Regions from separate parts of the Sus scrofa genome. Here region 1 is linked to region 2. The links are chromatin contacts, called in public HiChIP or PLAC-seq maps. All regions are on one chromosome and are shown on one strand. Each heading gives the region's core, a stretch centred on a gene start, on an enhancer-like site or on the middle of the called end of the contact. The rest is flanking DNA. Distances are from core to core; before and after follow the strand shown. Region 1 overlaps BCOR (BCL-6 corepressor). Region 2 has its middle 150 kb from the start of BCOR.

The links. HiChIP or PLAC-seq counts read pairs in DNA pulled down with a chosen protein or histone mark.
Region 1: a contact with region 2 is called in an H3K27ac HiChIP or PLAC-seq map of skeletal muscle. The contact joins two enhancer-like sites. A contact is called at or near these places in 6 of 47 Hi-C or Micro-C datasets (epiblast stem cells, liver, mesenteric adipose tissue and 2 more) and 1 of 2 datasets of contacts at active chromatin or transcription factors (skeletal muscle).

The regions. Positions count from the first base shown.
Region 1 is chrX:35,866,803-35,872,961 of Sscrofa11.1, reverse strand. All of the region lies in intron 1 of BCOR (BCL-6 corepressor), which reads left to right. Among named protein-coding and RNA genes, the nearest start is that of BCOR, 21 kb to the left of the region's middle. Within about 2 kb of position 4,416, at least 32 of the 83 cell types and tissues checked have an H3K27ac peak or open chromatin away from gene starts, as enhancers often do. A contact at or near this core is called in liver and skeletal muscle, where this site is marked.
Region 2 is chrX:35,737,891-35,744,106 of Sscrofa11.1, reverse strand. No RefSeq gene overlaps it. Among named protein-coding and RNA genes, the nearest start is that of BCOR, 150 kb to the left of the region's middle. Within about 2 kb of position 2,621, at least 48 of the 83 cell types and tissues checked have an H3K27ac peak or open chromatin away from gene starts, as enhancers often do. A contact at or near this core is called in liver and skeletal muscle, where this site is marked.

The DNA.
Region 1 (6,159 bases), core at 3,167-5,666, 130 kb before region 2:
TGCCACCTAGACCACAGCTCATGGCAACGCCGGATCCTTAACCCACTGAGGGAGGCCAGGGATCGAACCCGCATTCTCATGGATGCTAGTCGGGTTTGTTAACCACTGAGCCATGACGGGAACTATTATTCCCATTTTGAAGTCTGAAACCTTTTTAGAAGTTTCTAATCTCCCATTTAGTTTTATTTTCTAAAACCCTTCTTTTTATGAAGTGTGATGGGAGTTTTACTGGCTCCAAAGGTGGGGAGAGGGGAGGTGGTGGTATTGTGTTTGGATGGAAAATTGCATCTCTACCACCCCACTTATGTCAGGAGCTGAGAAATGAATCCAAAGTTCCTGAATCTTGGTATTTCGCTTAGTTTAAATAAACTTTCGCCGTTTTTCCTAAACATCAACCTTTCAGAAGTGATGACTGTTATTCCCTGGAACCCTGGAACTATTCCGTGTTGGCAAATTCTTATCCTCCCCTCCCCGAATTGATTCTACATTTTTAGAAGTAAGGGTTATTTTTAAAATAATTAATTGGCCTTTCCCCAGACCACTTACTGCAGGATTCGAGCTCTTTGTTTACATTCATTCCACGTTGCCTTTTATTTGTGTTGAGTTAGTCATTTATAAGTCTGTCTTCCCACCTAGATTGTAAATTACTTGAGGGCCAAGGGTGTCTTTTTTAAAAAATCACTTCTGTCCTTTTGGATTCCCCTAGGACCTAACCCAGTGCCTTGCCCTTCGCAAGCTCTCCATGAACGCATGTGGCACAGGGGCTAAGTACAGTCTTCTCCAATCCACTTCCCTTAAAGAGGGGTAACTTTAACATCCTCTCCTGCCCCCCAAAGCGACTCAGAGACCCCCGAACGGCGGCGGGGGCAGTGCCGCGGGCCTCGCCCCCGGGGAGGACAGCAGCCCAAACTCCCAGCTGCGTGACAGGCCGCTGGGCCGCTGGGCGCGGGAGCGGTGACAACGCGTGGCCCGTTGCAGGAGCCCGGGAACACGAGGTCGTTTCCAGGGATTCAAATCCGCGCCGGCCTAGCGGCCAGGGGCGACTACGGGCCGCGCTTTGACCAGGCACGGCCGCCCCGGGCCAGGGGTCAGCCGTGACCCGCTGCGCCGAGGGGCGCCGGGAAGGCCCGCGAGGCCGCCTCGGGCCGGCCTGCGGCTCTGCGGTCCCACCGCCGGGGGCAGCGCCGCCCGCGCCAAGATGGCGGCCGGCGTGCAGCCCGCGCCCGGGGGAGAGGCGGGCGCAGCCCCCGGGAGCCGGCGTGCGTGGCCGGGGCCCCCAGCGGGAAGGCCGCTCCTCCGGGGCCCACGGGACCCCCGGGGACCCAGGCCTGCCCCTTCCCCAGACAGGCTCCCTTCCCGGCGCCCTACCTGGACGGGCCCTGAAGGGATGCGCTGTCGCCCAACTCCCCCTGCCTCGGGTTGGCGGGCTGGCCCTGGCTGAGATGAGGGCTGCGCGAAGGACGGCTGCCGGTCTAGAAACGGTGGACAGAGAACCAATGGGCAGCACCCGGCGCGGGCCTCACACCCAGGCCATTTCCTCCCACCCCGGCAGCTCGCGGGCAAGCCGTGGGACACGTTTGGTGCACAGCTGCACACGCAATACCCGTGACTGCAGGTCGCGGGGCGTGCCCTGTTAAGATGCAGGGCCCAGAGCTCTAGAAATCCAGAATGTCTTGGAAACTCGGGTGCATCTGGTTGGGAAGTCCATAATATTATCTAGGAAAGGCTACAGAATGTGTGCCGCCCATCACATTTGCTGTGACATCGGTATGCGCACTGTGTAGGCTGCCTCCCTCTTAGGACACTCCAAAACCTGAGGTCCAATTTACCAGAAATGGCATTGATGAATGCGGTGCATTCTGAGTGATCTCGCCTCGGGCTCAGGTTGGGAGGTCAGAAAGGCCACTCTAGGGAGTAGCTGATGCAGGTAGAATCACAAAGGTAGGAATGGGAGAAGTACTCGGAAAAGCTTCCCATTGCCCTGTGTAAACTGCGGGCTGACACCTCCCACTGGTTCAAGGTTCCATCCAAAGTTTGCATGTGGCTTATCAGCTCAGCGTGAGAAGCTGAATGTGAACTTTTTGGTTTTGTTTTGGTGAAATAAAGTCATTCTGCATAACGTTTGCACCAGCTTGTTATTCTCATGGAGAAGCACTTCTGCTTCTCCACCCACCCAGGCAGCAGCCACACCAGCCTTTCTTTGCTTCTTCAGCTCCTCTATTAATTACCTCTCTCTTGCCTCAGTTTAGGCAGCCCCCGGTGCTTTGTTCAAGTACAGCAATAAACCCAAGACTGGGCCTAATCCTCCCTGGTCCTGACCTTCCTTCTAGAGGGCCTGGTGCCTGGTGGGGCCTCCTGCCCTCCCCTAACTGATTAGGGCCAAGGATGCCGCTTGTTGTGTTTGTGTGTGGTTTTTTTCCTCCCCTCGGCACACTTGTTGGTACTTTTCAGACAAATGGCTTCACAAAAAAAAAAAAAAAAATTGTATACGAGCAAAACTTCAAAGCGGTCCTTTGGAGTCAGGCCTGCACAAGCTGGGGGTCATCCTGCCGAGGAGCCAACTATCTGATTTCTGAACGGTAGCCGCGCCAACGGGTTACTGCTATCCGAATTCCTCTAGTAGCGCCAGCTTGAGTGGCCTGGGCGCACCCACCCGCAGCCCTGTCCAGCCCCCCGTGCCCTTTCCGGGAGGCGCAGTAACCATAAATGGTGCGACAGGCGGCCGGCCGAGCTGGTTCGGTGACGACTCCCTGGAGACCGCCGCCTCGAGCGGCAGGCCCCATCTGCAGTGCAGCTGAACGAGTTAAGCTGCCCCAAGTGTGAGCAGCCCGGGGTGGGGCCTGGACGAGAGAGAACCAACGGGAGCTCTGAGCAGCCTCGGCCTGCGGATCCCCCAATTACAGAACTGGAGGAGCCTGCCTGACTCCCCTTCTCTCGAAGGGATGCATGAGAGGCTTGCGATGGGGCCCGGGCGAGGCTGCGCTGGGGACCTTGGAGTTGCAAGGGGGATGCACCTTCCAGAGCCCCTAGGCGAGTAAGGAGCTTCTGCACTGAACTAGCAGTGAAAAGCTGCAGCACCCGACCCTCAGTCTCCTGCGGCCGAGATGAGCCTATGATACTGGCAGGCAAGGGAAGGCGGCTCTCTGCGCAGCCTCAGGTGCGCTAAGGTTAACTCGCTACCTCCGGGACAGCCCGCCCGGCAGAGCGGCCTCTGCCCTCCGCCCTCGGGCGCCGGCGGGATCCTGGGCAGCACCGGCCACCGCCCCGAGACTGCTGGGCTCAGCCCAGCGCAGCTCCGCCACGGCCTCACAAAGGCCCTGTGCGGCTGCAGCACACGAGGAGCGGCCACGACTCTCAGATCTTTAATTACGCCCCTACCCTTCCCCCCACCCCATTGCCGGCTTCCAGCCCTTTAATCAATTTCACGATATTAAATATTAATTTCCCGCCAGCCAGGCTTTCTCGAAGGAGGGGGAGGGGACGGGCAGGGCAGATCCGAGGAAGGGACGGCTTTGTAGGGTGTGACCGGGATAGTAGGGCGTGCTGGCTCCTAAGTGACCTGCGCGAGGAACTCGGAGCCACCGTGTCTGTGCTTTGCGGCTGGGGAACTTGGAGAGTTATGAACGCCGGGTGCAGACCTCCGGGAGGGGCAGCTAGGTGCGCCGAGAGCCCAAGTGCGCAGGGCGACAGCCTTCTGTTCCGCACCCCCGCCCCCCCGCCCAAGCCCCGAGTGAGCCTCACGCGGCCCCGCGGCGCGCAGCGATGATGGATCGCGCCTGGCGGGGGTGATTTGGTGTTGATCGCACATTATCACTGGCAGGTTGGACTGGTTGCTGATGGACGACTTCTAGCGGCGGCAGCAGCAGCGTCTTCAGACACCGCGCGGGGACTTGCTTGCTCTGCGAGGGTCTCTCATTCCCTCCCCGCCCCACTTTCCAGAGACAGGAGGACCTGAGAGTCCGAGTGGGGTCTTCCAGCACCCAGGGCCGCCAGCCCCCGTCCGGGTCCTGGTGTGGGCCGAAGGCCGGGCGAGGAGGGGGGCCAGGACGCCTCTCCCACTTCCTCCCATTCCTCCTTCTCTTGCCGCCTGCCCCCCCTCTTCCTTCCGGCTTCCCCATCGTAACCAAGAGGGTCTGGGTCACTCCCCGTGTGGTTTCCCCGCCGCCCGGTCCAGGCCATGGTGGGGGGCGGGCCGAGCTCCCCCGCCCCACGGCCCCCGCCCCTCTCCCGGGGCTCGCAGCATCGCCGCGCTGCGGTGCGCCCCTCCTCGCCTCTTTTTCTAAAGTGCCTGCAGATACAAAAGCGGTTTCGTAATGCCTTCCGTCTGCGAGAGCCGGAGGACCTTGGCTGACCTTTCGGAAACTGATTGCAACTGCCTGTTAACAGCCCGTACTGACCGCACCGAGCGGAGCGGAGGACAATCATTTAAGTGACAGACGGCGAGGTGGCCTCGGCTCAGTCGAGCGGCCTGGTTAAGCCCGCCCCGCCCCTCCCCCCCGAGTCCCCCCTCCTTCCAGCCCCGGGCGCACTGCGGGCTGTGGCGGGCGCTCCGGCGGGCGGGGAGGGCGCGCCGCGCGCGCGTGTGTGTGACTCTGTGTGTGTGTGTGTGTGTGTGTGTGTGTGTGTGTGTGTGCGCGCGCGCGCGCGTGTGTCCGCGATTACCGGCCGACGGGTTAACCCTTAGCCGAGCGGCCGGCCCCTTTGAGACCGGACGCTGCTGGCTTAATCTGCCATCTGCAAAAGAGGAATAAAAGGGCCGCCTCCGCCGACTTTCCCTAATGGGTAAACTGTCCCCTCTCAGCGTGACCGGGGCTGCGTCCCTGCTGCTGCCGAGGAAAGATCCCGACCCTCGGCTCTTCCGGCAAGTCTCCGAGCCCCCTCCCTGCGCCCCCTCCCTCTCCCGCACACAGACACGGACACAGGGGACAGCGCGAGGAGTCCAAGAGCTCGGAGAGACTCTCGGTGCAGTGGACGTGGGTGTTCCCGGTGTTTTCTGTTTTGGGAACTGGAGAAAGGTGGAGGGTGGGCCCGCACTGGGTAAGCGAGGTGGGGGAGGGGAGGCTGGTGACAGGGCACCTCGGGCTGCGCTCGCTCCCTCTCTCGGGAGAGATCGCCAGCTGCTCTCCAACAGGCAGCGCCCTGAAATCTATTTAAAGAGAGGGAAAGGGGAGGAGAACAAAGGGGGAGGAGGGGGGCGGCGAGCGGAGCCTGGGCGAGAGCGAGCGAGCAGGGAGGATCCGCCGCTCCGCGGGCACATCAAGCGCTCACATCTGTACACTCCGCGATCGATGGGGAGAATGGATAATATTTGTCAGCTGCAGACCTTTCTCTTCCCGGTTCCCGGGGAGGGGAGGGGGCGAGGGAGGGGGAGGGGCGGGCAGACCAGGCGAGAGAGGCCGCCTCAAGGACAGCGCGCTTCCCGCTGCAGCCACACGGAAACCCAGAGCCATGAAAGCCCGGGGATTTTTCTCTTATTATCATTATTAATTATTTTTTATTATTCCACAGCAGCCAGCGAACGCTCGGAGGCGCCCCTCCCCCGCTCGCCCGCCGCCTCCCTTTGTTGATTCTCAGCTGCGAGCGCGGCGGGCCCGAGCCGCCGCCGCCGCCGCCGCCGCCGCCGCCGCCGCCGAGCATGATCTGCTCTTGCGCCCTCGGTCGCAGCTGCGGCCCAGGAAGCCGGGGCTGCGTCCCCGCCCCCCACCCCCCATGGCGCGGCAGCCCCCCTTCCGCGCCCCTGCACCCCCCCTCCCTGCCTCCCGCCACGAGGCCAGCCCAGCCTCTTCGATGCTTCTCGCTGCGTCTCCGCATCCCCAACGCCGAGCTGAGGCGCTGGCTGCTGCCGCCCCAAGCCTCTGGCCGCGCGGGGGCCTTCGCCACCCCACCCCACCCCCAGCCCGCGGCGGCTGCACTCTGATGCCGCCGTCCTCACACATGGTCTTCATTTCGCACACTAGCGGCGTGCTTCCTCTCGGCTCCTCTCCTCGGGGCTTTTCGGAGCGAGGAGGGAGGTTTAAAGGAAGTTGGAAACCCAGCGAGCCCAAGGGAAAGGGGGAAAACCCTCGCTGTCGGTCTGAGCTTCCGAGGCGGAGGGGAGCGCCCCAAGGAGGGTGGGGCAGAGCTTGGGTGCCCTCCCCTTCCTTAGGTGCGGGGAAGGGC
Region 2 (6,216 bases), core at 1,372-3,871:
AGAGGTGAGCTATCTCTGCCAAGCCCTGCCCAGACTGCAGATTCTTGAGCAAAATAAATGATTATTGTTGTTTATACCACTAAGCTTTGAGGTGGCTTTACACAGTAATAAACAGAACAGGATCTAACTTAAACATAGTAAAGTGTACAGCCCTGAGAAGTTTTACAATTGTAAATAACCAAGTAGCCATCCATTAGGTTAGATACAGAATAACTGCATTGGGAACTCCTGTCACGGCCCAGTGGAAACGAATCCGACTAGGAACCATGAGGTTGCAGGTTCGATCCCTGGCCTTGCTCAGTGGGTTCAGGATCCGCCATTGCCATGAGCTGTGGTGTAGGCTCGGATCCCGTGTTGCTGTGGCTGTGGTGTAGGCCTGCGGCTACAGCTCCGATGAGACCCCTAGCCTGGGAACCTCCATATGCTGCAGGTGCGGACCTAGAGAAGACAAAAAGACAAAAAAAAAAAAAACCAAAAAAAAAAACCCAAACAAAAAACCAACCAACCAACCAACCAACCAACCAGAGTATCTGCATTTCCCCAGAAGGTTCCTTAGTCAAACAGTTTCTTGAAATACTACCCAGGCACCTGAACTCTTACCCCACAGTTCTGGGCAGCTCAGCATTTATGCTTTTTTTCTCAGAGACATTTCCAAACTTAACTGGCTTGGAAACATCCTCTTCAGCCTCCATCGATGGAATAAAAACAGGCCAGAAAAGAGCAAAGGCTCGAATGGAAGGCAACCAGATTTCAGTCTGTAACCTCTGGGATGTAGGTCGGCAAGAAAATGAGCTGATCTGCTCTCAAACCTCCCATCAGCAGCGTCACCTCATAAAAAGCAAGCGCACAGGGTGCCGTCTTAATACCTGCGGTCAGGCCTGTGAGGCCTGCTTTGGTACTTGCAGTCCTAACTCCGGCCAAAGCAACAGAGGCCAAAAAGGCTTTGGGGAATCTTTAAGCTGGGTGGGGGAGAGTCCTGCCCCCCTCCCCAAATCTGCTTCACCAACTGCTTTACTTCCAACTGTGGGCTGATTTCCATTAATCACACTTGGCCCTAAGTACCCTGGAACAGCCTTTCAGGAATTTTAAGGGGCTCCTGACAAAGCAGGTCCCTGAGACCAAACAATAGTGGTCTCCAGGAAAAGCCTGGATGCGGAAGGGACGTGTCCACCCTCACTCCTGGCCTTCCTGGAGACCCAGGTTCCAGGCCTGCTTGTGATCTCCCCAGGTAGGAACCCGAGTTCCTCCACTAAATAGATTTTCCTTTTGTTGTCACATTAATTTGCAACTCATTAATAGTGACAGAAGTGAGGTACTGCACCGATGTCATTTGCATATTCATGAGTGACTTATTATTAAACAAATAAGATTTTCCTATCTTCGTGAGCACCCAAAGTAAGGCTGAACAGTACATTACACCGGCCCTGATGCTTTATTCTCTCTTTAATATGTTAATAGATGCAGTTGATTTCTTTAAGTAAATACGCATCTATAAAACAACACGTACTTTATAAAAAAGAAATCATTTAAATAATAATCCATTAGCAAAGTTGGCAACAATTTAAGAGGAACAACCCATTAATACCAACGCGTGAGAATCAATTTGCGAATTTTAACTCGGCTGGGTGGTGGGTTGCGGACGATCGAGGAGGAGGACGTGCGAGAGTGTGTGCGCGCTTAAAAAAATATTGTAATGAGTTTCCGAAGACGAGCACTCGAATCCTTCGCATCTTTCGGGTGCCGGCTCCCAGTAGGTCGAAAACTGCCTGCGTCCTGGCCGGGATCAGCGTTTTTCCGGCATCCGCAGGGCAGTGGAAGGGTGATCTGAAAGCAGGCCGGAGCGCCACGTCGGCCGGGCAGCTCTCACTGTGCCCACGGGCCCCGCATGAGCACCGGGTTAAGGCGCGTGGAGGCGGGGCGGGGCCTGGGCTCCGGGCGAGACTCCCCTACGGGGCTGCGGCTGATGGCCTCCCCTCCGATCCACCCCCCCCTCCGGCACCGGTTTCGTCGTCATAGCCGGTTCTTTCCTGCCGGGGTCAGGGCGCGCTCCCCCCGCGGCGGCGCGGAGCGCGGGGCCAACCGCGCACCCTTATCTCGGCCGAGTCAGACACTCGCCGCGCGGAATCTGTTGACATTTACTATTGTTCGCAGGAGTCCGGAGCACGGGGCGGGGGCGGGCGGGCCGAGACAGCGAGAGGGAGGGCGGCGAGTGTGGGGCCTGCGGTCGGCCTGGGTGTGTGTTTGTCTGAGCTCGCGAAGGGTGAGGGTGGGGGTCGGGGGAATGCGCCGTCTCCACGGAGGACAAAAAGTGACTCGCGGGCCCGGAAGCTTCCAAGCCGGCTCACTGGCCCACGCCGGGAATTGAGGTGGTGGTGCTGGGGCGGGGGAAGCGGGGGGAGTGGTACACAAGAAGAAAGATGGGGCAGCCGGCGGTGAGGTCCGCGGATGGAGGGGGTCGGCTCCAGCCACACGGCCCCCAGTGACCTGCAGGACACAAGTGCATTTGTGCCGAGCCGTGGCGGGGATTAAAGTGCCATACGGCTCGAGCGAGGGGGGCGAGGCGGATGGAAAACAACTCCCCGCGCGCACAAAGCGCGCATTGTTCCAGCCACCTCCATTATGCCGCGCTGCAGCCAAGAGCCCGTTTCGCAACTGCCCGCCCGGCGCTCGCGCGTACACACACACACACACACACACAGCCTCGCAACACGCGCGCGCGCACACATACACACACACACACACCCTGGAATTCGCCCGGGCCGCGGCCAGGGGTGGGTGCGCTCCGCCGGGACTGGGAGAGGCCACTGGGGCGGAGGATGGGGGTTGGGAGAGGGGCTCGCAGGCGTCTTTTTCAGCTCGGCTGCTTGTCTATTCAGGGCTAGGCTTTTAAATGTCTTCTCTCCCTAATCGCCTCCCCGGCACTTCTCCTTTTCTCCGGTTCCTCGGGCCTGCCCCGAGCGCACCCCAGAACCTGGAGCTCCCCGAGAAAGGCGGCGACGGCGGGGGTTGGGGGTTAGGGAGGGAGCGCTCTCGGCCGCTGTCGCCCGGGGATCGCAGCCCCAGGCGCGCAGCGCTTGCCTGCTCTGCTGAGGACACGTGCTCGGGAGGAACCGGGGAAACGTCCCGCCTCCCTAGGAGAGGCTCCCGGAGCGCCCACATCCCGGGCTCTCCAGGACTTCCCCGGCCCCGGAGCGGGAGCTGCGGAACCCCACGCCGCACTGACGGGCCTGCCCGCAGGTGCGTGCCAAGTGGGACAGCTCGGCCGCCCCCACCCTCCCCAGGCCGGGGCCTGGGCCCTGTCCTCCGCCCTCTCCGGCCTTCACGGCACTGGATAGGCGCCTGGAGAGGAATTAAGACTTGCCAGCCTCTTAGGACCCTACCCTTTTCTCCCCTGGGAGCGGAGCGGGGGTGGGGATGGGGGGCAGGGAAGGAACCGAGACACCCCACTCGCCTCCCGTCGCGCCCTCCCTGGTGGGCAGGTGGGGAGCGTAGGAGCCCGAGCGCGGCGAGCCAGCGCGGTCTGGTTTCCTTTACGTTTACAAGCTATAAATAAACTTCCCCTTGGGCGGATGCGCGCTGCGTCCAAGGGTGGCTTCCCGCCGAATCCGGCGGGTGGTTTACGATCCCGGCCGGGAGCTGGTCCTAGCGCGGCCTGAGCCCCGGGTGGGGCGCTGGCTCGGGGAGAGCTCAGAGGTCGGCCAGGAGTGGCCGAGTGACCCTCCATCCCTTGCGGGCTTGGGGCGCCTCTGTGGTGTGGCTCGAGGGTGGGGCTGGGTGATTTATAAGCCGTCCCTTCTCCCTGCCGCTCCCATTTCACTTGTTTTCCTCGCCTTCTCCCGCTCAAACCCCATTCCCGAATCCTCGCCCCCAACCCTGCCCCGCGACGATTTGGTAATTGCCGGCTGCTGGAGCGCCAACGCAGGCCCCGGAGGCGCGCGTGTCCGCAGGGCGTGGGCGAGGCCCTCGGTGCTTTCACCCTCACGCCTCCGCCTGGGGCCGAGAGCTGGCCGGCTGAGCGGGACACGGCTGGGCGGCCGGGGGCGGCCTTGGCCGGAGAGGCGGGGAGGAAGGGCTGGCTGCACCACTCCGGAAACCGCGAGCCTCCCGGGTGGATCACTGACCCTCAAGGTCACGGGGCGCGGGGAAACCACCGCCCCGCGCCAGAGCTGAGGCCAACGCTCCCGTCGGAACTCCCCTGGAGGGTGGGCGGCTCCGCAAGGGAGCCCAGAGGACGAGATAGGAGACGTGACGCAGAGGCCGTCACGGGTCCCAACACTGCCCTCCACCAAAGGGGCGCCGTTTCACTCGACCTTGGCGACCACGCCGCGAAGTCGGGGGCCAGGCCTCCTCGAGTCCCCAGCACGCGCGCGTGTGTGTGTGTGTGTGGGGGGGGTGCTGGTGTACGTGCATGGGCCTATGGGGAGTCTCAGGGGAGTAGGGTGACTCTGGCAGCTGCTCTCTCGGTTCGTTTCCGATGAGACTTGGGAGGCCGCGGAGGAGAGGCGGCCATCCGAGTGGGCGAGAGCCCGGCTTGGGAATGGGAACGGGGAGGGGGCGCCTTCCCCTCGGGAGGTTCGGCAGCGAACGCCCCCAGCATCCCCTACCCTCCCGTCTCCGGGCCGCAGCCCCACAGCGCCCCAGGCTCGCTCCTCTGCTCGGTGTTTGTTTAACCCTCAACCCCTCCGAGGCAGCTGCGGATAGAGGGATTCCCGGCGGCGTTAATCCTGGGGCTGGACCCCAACCTCGGCCGCTGGGAGCGCCCCCCCCCAACCTCGAGGCCAGAAGTCCCAATGGGCCGGCGCCTCCGCCACCTAAATGGGTCTGAGGGCCGTCAGGGGTCGACAGAAGGGGACCCTTGGCAAAGTCCCCATTGTTCCCCGGGAGCTGGGAAGCTGACTCACGCTCTGAACAGAGCGATGCCGAGTGTTTTCTCGGCAGCCTTCGCCCGAGTGCTTTATTTAGACAGGCTTTATTTACAGTACACATGTTTTCGGCTCGTTATTCTGGAGGCGGGAGTGGAAACTGGGCAGAGCAGGAGTTCTCTCCGTGCGCCTCACGTTTGGAAGAGGCTGAGGCTCAGCGCAGTCGAAGGATCCCACTCCTGCCTGCGTGCTCTGTTCCCTAGTGAGAGGATGCGGAGGAAAATGGTGAGCGGGTGGAAGCGGGGGGCGCACACAGCGGTCACCCCCTTTCCTGATGCCGCTCTTCAAAATGCATAGCTCCCCAGGAACGTGAGACATGCGCAGGCCCACTGTACAGACTTCAGGGGGGCCAGAAATTCACACAGACAACACACACCGGCTTAGGGAGAAAAGTGTCTTAAACTCCTTTTCCTGGGCTTCTTTCTTATGGTTTTGGATTTTCTGGCTTAGCCAGGTCTTGGTCCCTCTGGATTCTGCGAAGACTTTGTCCAGACTCTTGAGTGGAGGGTCCAGGCCAGCCAGTGGCCTGGAAGGCCTCTGGTCGCCACCCTGCAGTCAAGTCTGCCTATTGGCAGCTACTCACTAAGCGGGGTGGTCTGGTTAGGGACTGCAGGAAATTGTCTGAGCTAGGTGAAATATTTCACAGAACCTTCGGGCGGCCCGAGGTTGACTTGAAGCTGGCGATGTTAAAACCCAAGCAAGGTTAACGAGTTCTCTCTCTCTCCTGACTTCTCCGGCGCAGTTCACAGAAAACTGGGGGTGGCGCTCTTTAGAGGAAGTAGGTTTAATGGCATTTCCTCTCATTTTTCTGCACAGCGAGGTGTTGCGGTCGTCTGCCCTGCTACTCGCAGGGCTCAGTAGCCTCACTGGGGCTGGGGTGGCAGAAGGGCCTCCCTAAGGTCCCTCTTTGCGGGGCCGCAGCTGACTCGAGCTCCGTGGCCACTGAATTCGAAGTCAGCCTGTTTGCTTGCTTCTAACTCCTGCTTGGAGTGAAGGGCAGCCTGAGCGGAGGTGCTGGTGGGGGGGGGGGCAAGGAAGTGAACAGACACCCGGGGCCTCTTCTCCTGGCCTTCCGCTCGTGCTAGCGCAGCTCCTGGGGTGGGGGTGGAAATGCCTGCTCTTGAGGAGTCCAGGCCTAACAGCCTTTGCCTGGTTTTCTCTCCCTCTCTTGAGTCCCTGGCTGCAAATCCTCAGCTGTTTTCTGGGGTTTGTCTGCAGTGTTTCTCATCCTGAATCCCCCACCCTTTGGCTCCTGCCCCCTGGCTGGGGTGGGGGTGGGGAGGGTTGCCTTCGT